Linked DNA regions of Sus scrofa: region 2 is linked to region 1. A link is a contact called in public HiChIP or PLAC-seq data. All regions are on one chromosome and are shown on one strand. The core of a region is the stretch at or near the end of the contact, and the rest is flanking DNA. Distances in the headings are between cores, read along the strand shown.

Region 1 (3,325 bases), core at 612-3,111:
CCCTCTGCCGGAAAGGTGCTTCCTCTGGATCCTAGTTTAATCTTCCTTGTCATTTTGGTGTGTTTTAGCTAGACGTGTTCAGAAGCTAGAAAAAGCCAACTCGTGTGGCATTTCCCTCATCTTAAGCAGCACCAAGTCTGGAGGACGAAGGTCTAGGTCTCATGCTGTGGTGCCGTGATGTCCCGAGAGGCCCGGGCTCTTTGCATCTTTCCTCGTATCATCCTTCATGTGGTGGCTTTTGCCCTCATGCTTGTTGCCTCGTGGTCACAGAATGGCTGCTGCCCTCCAGATATCACATGCAAATTCTAGGCAGGAGGAAAGGCTGATGCCGCCTCCCTGGGCACTCTCATCCTGTCCCTCCCTCTCGTTCTGACCCTCTATCACTTCTTGGACTGTTCTTGTTTCCTGGCTGGCTGACCATTTCCTGCCACTGCAGTGAAAGCTCCACTACAGCACAACACACCCATCGAGCTCACTGCCAAACCCAGCTCCCAGCTCCTGCTCTGGCAGCAAGAATCAGGACAACAGTTTTGCTCCTTCAGCTTTAGGGGCCACAGCTGCTCCCTTCAGTCACCAGCCTGTGGGGGTCCTTACTGCCCCCCAGCTGCTCTGGCCCTCCGAACACATCCATAAACAACGCCTTGTATTAAATTCCTTTTGCTTGAAATATCTAGGATGGATTTTTCTTTTCCTAATTAGACAATGACCAAGAGAGGTAAAATCACCCCCATTTTATTAATGTACTTACTTTTCTTAGGGCTGCGCCCAGGGCTGCATATGCAAGTTCCCAGGCCAGGGGTCGAATCAGAACTGCAGCTGCCAGCCTACACCACAGCCAGGGCGACACCGGACCCCCCACCCACTGAGCGAGGCCGGGGATCAAACCCGCATCCTCATGGATACTAGTCGGATTTATTTCCATTGCGCCACAGCGGGAACTGGCTCACCCCCATTTTTCACAGTTCCTGTTCTAGAATCCCTGGAAACCCTCGGCATCAGCACACTGGTCCAGAGGAAACAGACGACTCACAAGGGTCCAGAGCCAGCACCTGGAGGTGGGCTGTGACCCAACAGGAAGAGCAGGTACTTCTCAGGGACCGAAAAGCATTTTAGCCACAGCAAGGAAGCTCTGAATTTGCGACGGAAGCTGGAGGGGAGAGCAGCCTCCAAAGAACGGAGGGGCTCCAAGGCTGCCCTGACGGGCTTGAGCGGCGTCTGGTAGGTAATGAGGGTCTGTGGAACGGCCTCAAACGTTCCGTTCTGCTGGCGAATGCGAACTGCAAGGAAATCCTGGGGACCCTTCGGTGGGGGAGCCGCATCGGGGCGCCGGCTCGCCCGGTGCGTCCAGACCTGAGGGCTGAGAGCAGGGGCCGCGCTTCTCCGTTTCTGACCCCGGAGCGGATTTCCGCACGACAGTGGCTCAAACAGTTATGGGGCCAACTAATACGTCCAGCCACGTTGTGTGGAGAGCAGTTGAGGGACTGCGACTTCAAAGGCTGCAGGGACCCCCGGACTGGCCCCGGCTCCGCGGGAACAGCGCTTAGGAGTCACCGGGCTGCGCCGCCTGCCCGTCGCGGCTGCGTCCAGGCAGGGCCCCGTCGGCGGGGTGATGGGCCAGCACTGCCTTCTCAGGGGCCGAGGGCTGGACTGCGTTTTCGTCACCGCGGCCGGACAGGAGCGGGATATGCGCGCGGAGCCCGGTCTCTCCCAGCCGCCGCCACACGTTAAGTTCGGCCCCTTCTCCTCTTCCAGACCCTCCCCGCCGACGGCTTGCCAGCAAGGACTCGGTGGCGGCGGGAGCCGCTTGTGCCTAGCCTCCCGAGGATGTGGGGGACGAGCGGGAGCGGCCCCTCGGTGACCTCGAGCGGCAGGCCCTCCGGAAGGGCCCGGGGCGCCGAGGAGTCGAGCCCGGAAGTGGGCTTTCCGCGCCGCTGGGCTGGCCTGCGTTTCCCGGGCGGCTTCGGGGCAGGCCTTGCCTGCGCGCGGTGCATTGTGGACCTTGTGGTCCCGCGGGGCCCGGCCCCAGCCGGGGGCTCTGTCTGGGGCGGCGGCCGGACTACATCTCCCTCCCGCCCGTGCGCTGTCGCGAGGCCGCCCGGCGCGAGGCTTTCGCGAGCGGAGAGTCTCCAAGATGGCCGCGTGGGGAAGGAGGCGTCTCGGCCCGGGCGGCGGCGGCCCCGCGCGAGAGAGGTGAGACGGGCGCTGTTCCCTTCCCTGCGGGCGGCGCGGGGCGGGAAGCCGGCGACGCCCTTGGGGTTGCAGCACTGCCCCTGCCTCCGACGCGCGGCTCTCCCCGGTGCATCCGCCGGCCGCGCGGGGTCCCGGTTCCGGCCTCCGCGGCCTCCGCGGCGGGCCCGGGGAGGGGCGACGGCAGCCCGGGCACCGTCGGGCCGCCGCGGGGCCCGCCTGAATGCCGCGGGCCGAGCGGCACCAGAGCCCGCCCGCCTGGTCGCGCGGGGAGTTCTTTCGGCCGCGGCGAGGGGTGGCTCCCGGGACGGAGCGGGAAGGGGAAGCCTTCCCATCGCGGGTCGGTGCGGGAAGCGCGGTGCGGTCCGCACGTTTACCGGGGCCTCCGCCTTCCGCTCTGTGGCCTCCGGGCTCCAAGCCGGCCGCTTTTCTCCGGGGGTGATTCCTGGGACTTTGGAGGCTTCTCTGCGAGCGCCCCTGCCGTGGAAGTCCTTTGCAGTGACCTTTCCTAACGAAGGGTGTGTTACGAGTAGGGAGCTAGGGGCTTGTTTCTTTCAAGGTGGATTTTGATTTAGAGGACTCATTTCTAGAAGACGAGGTGGGAGTAGTTGTCGTGTTTCGTGTCGAGTTCACAGTTTTTGCTCCTAGAAAACAGTTTAGCTAGTGGAAGCCACTAGAAGCTGTTCACCCACCAGAAATTTGGGAAAGAGTGCTTGTTGGGGGAGTCACCTGGTGTGAATTGCCCTGACCATTCGCTTAGGACCGGAGTGGCCTAGTAGAGGTCAGCAAGACCTTCGCTTTTCTTTTTCGTTTCTTTTCTGTGAAGATTGGAATACAGCGAAGTTCTTTCTTTTTCTCCCTTTCCTTCTCTGTTCTGACGCTTAACTATTCTGCGTTGTTCCTTTTCTTTGACTGATTCCGTCACATGTTTGTTGCTCTTGCCTTGTTTTGTTAGTTGTGTTCACTTGCATTTTATGCTTGAGCTCAGCGTCACCCAACGTTGTCCATTCTTCAGCTCCTCTGCCTTGGAAAAGAAGCAGTGAATGAATGGCAAGCACGTAGGTATCTTTGTTTTCCCAGCGTCCACCTGGTATGTTTCTTAGACCCAGCTCTAAAAAGTTAAGAGGTGGAGTTCCCG
Region 2 (3,492 bases), core at 179-2,678, 33 kb before region 1:
CCCCCTCACTCTGCAGCTACAATCCAAACAGAGGCAAAGCCTTGATCCCACATGGCTGAGGCCTTTCCAGCTAGAAAAACTGTGACCACGCGAGCCCTTCGCCTCATCACCCACACTGGCCTAAAACTCTTCAGGGTTCACCGTCTCATGCCCAGAGTCCACAGTCCACGGAAGCAGGTGTGATAAGGACACCGGGGCCCAGAGACGCTCCTGCCGCTGGGATGAGGCAGCAGGCTGGGGGGGCAGCCCATTCATCAGGGCTGTGTCCGGTTTGGAAACGTCTCACGCAGCCCAGCCCGCCAAGACTCCGACAGGCCAAAACATCCTTGCCTCTCCCTGCCAAAAAAATCCCCCTTTTGCCCTCCAAGTCTCGTCCTCCCCCTCTGCATGACAAATCCGGCCGCCGCAGCCGCCACCTCACAAAAATTTCCAGGAAGGCCGGCTACTTGGAGAAGACAAGAGCAAGCCCATTGCACAGCCAGCACCCGGCCTGGCAGTGGCCCAGGACCCACAGGCAGCGGGACAGACCTGGGACCAATCAACCCTGGAGACATGCGCAGGAGAGGGTGAGCTCCCTGGTGCAGAGGAGGCTGCAACTCGGGACAAGGCGAGCCCATGAGAGGGGGCTGTGCAGCAGAGCCAGGTGGGAGGCTCAGGGAGGTTCCCAGGGAGACAGGGCTGCAGGGCGGGATGCAGGCAGGCCAGGGAGCGCACAATGTGGAGCCTAGGAGGATGGAGCGCGGTGGGGGTTGGGGGGGAGACGGGGAGTTCTGAGCTGGAGCCTAGCCAGGGCACCCACACGGGAGATCCCCAGCAGGGGGCACCGCTGGGGCCCAGACGTGGAGCCAGTTAAATCCCAGCCTGGATGCAACCCCGGTATCCAGAAGTGGAAGCGGGCTGGGCGCGGGCTCAGAGTGACTCCCACCTCGGTCCAGCTGAGGGACCCGGATTGGGAGAGTTCCTGTCCAGGGTGCAGTTAAGGCCCAAACCGGGAGGTCAGATGGACGTTCCTGACCCGGAGCGGGGTGATCAGGACCAGACCCCCGCCTGAGTTTGGGCCTGGGTGCAGCCCCAAAGCCTAAAATGGGACCCAGTCGAGGTCCCAGGATGGGCGCGGGACCGAAGAGCGAGAGGTTCGAGGCCGGGCCAGAGGACCGCGCAAGACTCGCGTCTGCAGTCCAGGCGCTCCTACCTTTGGGCGGGGGCACGCCGGCGGGAGGACTCGCGGCGGGCGACTCCATGGTGCAGGCGGGTCGGGGCGGCAGCGGGATTAGTCCAGGGGGCGACGGGCTGGGCCCGAGCGGAACGCGCTCATGGCTGCGGGCGGGCGGCCCGGGCGGCGGCCAGGGCGGCGGCGAGGACGCGACCGCGGCAGGCGGCGGCGGGGCCAGACTGGGCAGCGCGACTGGGGCCCCGGCCGGACGGCGCCGACGCAAGCCCCGCCCCGCACCCCCATTGGTCCTCCGGTCTCCGGGGCCCGGCCCCTGCCTATCAAACGCGGGCCCGGGGCTGCCCGTCAAGCTCAAGCCTCGCCCTCCGTTGGCCGGGGATGTGGCTCCTCCCACCGCCTGTCAAGCCCGCCTGCCACCTGGAAACCAGTCAGGCTCCGCACCCCCGCCGACCAGGCGCAAGCCCCGCCCACCCGGACTCGAGCCCCGCAGTGTGCGCAGCGACCGGGTGTCCCCGGCGGCCTGGCGGAGGCCCTGGGGAGCAGGAAGGCGGGTGCCGCCGGTGGGCTCGAAGTGCGCCCCGGGGGTGAAGCTGGGGTCAGATCCCGATTCGACTACTTCATAGCGGGGCTGACCTGGGCAAGTCAGGCCACCCGAGCCTGTTTTCGCGTCCCCGCCTCCCGGCGCTGCTGGTGGGAAGAGACCCTGGCTTCCACCGACACGCAAGAGGTGTTTGTTGACTGAATGCCCGGCGTGCGCATGTTTATTCCGTATTCAGCAACGGCTGGGGACACAAAGGCCGGCTTGGTGGTACCTGGGGAGAAGTCAGCAAACGTCGGTAGCTCTGAGGGCTGTGTCCCCTGCCCCCGCCCGGTTCTACACGTGCGGAAACAGCCTTAGCGAGTAAGACGGCATCTCAAAGCATTTCAGCCAAGGTCTAGTCCTGGCTCTCTCCCACGCCCTTGATTCCGTCCCTCCTCCTCTCGAGGCCTCAGTCTGCTCATCTGTATAATGTCCAGTCGGGCCGGTGCCCTTTCTGCTCCCACGTGGGAGCTTGGGATTTCAGGAGCCACTGACCAAGCTGGCAAACTGGGACCAGGACTTGGATAGCCGGCCTGGCAAAGGTCACAGGGTCAGCCCCTGGCTTCAGGCAGGTATGAGCGTGTGACCTGCCAGGCATCTCACGTGAGGGAAGCAGATTCCACCACCTGCTAGAAAGGCGTGGAGCCTTCCTGCTTTTAAGACAGAGGTGACCCTCGGGGCCCACCCACACAGTCAGATGAGATAAGGGGAGGCCTACTAATTATCATTATTTCCTCCTGTGTCTCTGGCTCATCTTTCCCGGCAGTGGGCAGAAAGGCATGAGCTATGGACTCCTCAGGCTACGGGTTCAAATGCCAACACTGCTGCTTACAGCCCTGTCCCATGGGGACAACGAGGCCTCTCTGAAATTAGTCCATGACCGCCACCTTGGAAGTGCCTGGCTTCAGGCCTGGAACTCACTAGGTGCCCAAGAGATGTTTGTAAACACACTGTGGACACCTCCTACAGGAAGCGCTCACCACTCCTGGGTGTCTGGAGCTGCCCAGAGCACTCTGTCCCAAATGGGTCATGTGGCCTCAGGACCTGCTGCTTATCCATCTGGGAAACAGGCACTGGCAGCAGCTACCTTCTTCCTGGGACTGCAGGCCTGCTCCTGCTGGTTTTCTTGGTTCAGGCCCCCAGTGGCCGCTAGGACTTCTGCTCCTCCCATGGTACCCCCCACCGCTTTGCTCTGCCTGTGCCATGTGCAAGGGTCTCAGTGCTGCCCCTTGAACATGCCACTACCCACCCTGCCTGGCTGCTGCTGTCCCCTCTGCCCACAACCTCTTTCTCCCCCACCTCCCACCATAATTCCCGGGGCTTTCATCCTGCAGGCCTCCTCTTAAAGGAACTCCCTCAAAAGACCTTTCTGGCCACCCCCCACCCCCAAATCAGTTTTCATTCTCTGCACAGCACTCTGCCACCAATGCCTTTCTTATTTACCCTGCTTTTACTCTGGCTCTCACTCTAGACCATCAGCCCCTCCTGGGCAGGAATCTTGCCAACTGGCTCCCTGTGGATTTCTTCTCTCTTTTTTTTTTTTTTTTTTTTTTGGTCTTTTTAGGGCCGCTCCTGCAGCATATGGAGGTTCCCAGGCTAGGGGTTCAACAGGAGCTGTAGCTGCCCACCTATGCCAGAGCCACAGCAACTCGGGATCCCAGCCGCATCTGCAACCTACACCACGGCTCATGGCAATACCGGATCCTTAACCCACTGAGCGAGGCCAGGGATCAAACCCGCA

What was found. HiChIP or PLAC-seq counts read pairs in DNA pulled down with a chosen protein or histone mark.
Region 2: a contact with region 1 is called in an H3K27ac HiChIP or PLAC-seq map of skeletal muscle. The contact joins the promoter of MAP2K3 here to the promoter of TMEM11 in region 1. A contact is called at or near these places in 2 of 2 datasets of contacts at active chromatin or transcription factors (alveolar macrophages and skeletal muscle).

The regions. Positions count from the first base shown.
Region 1 is chr12:61,361,397-61,364,721 of Sscrofa11.1, reverse strand. TMEM11 (transmembrane protein 11, mitochondrial) reads left to right here and starts at 1,861. Exons shown (of 2, transcript XM_021068054.1): 1 at 1,861-2,190. The coding sequence starts at 2,132.
Region 2 is chr12:61,394,273-61,397,764 of Sscrofa11.1, reverse strand. MAP2K3 (dual specificity mitogen-activated protein kinase kinase 3) reads right to left here and starts at 1,428. Exons shown (of 12, transcript XM_021068056.1): 1 at 1,193-1,428. The coding sequence starts at 1,241.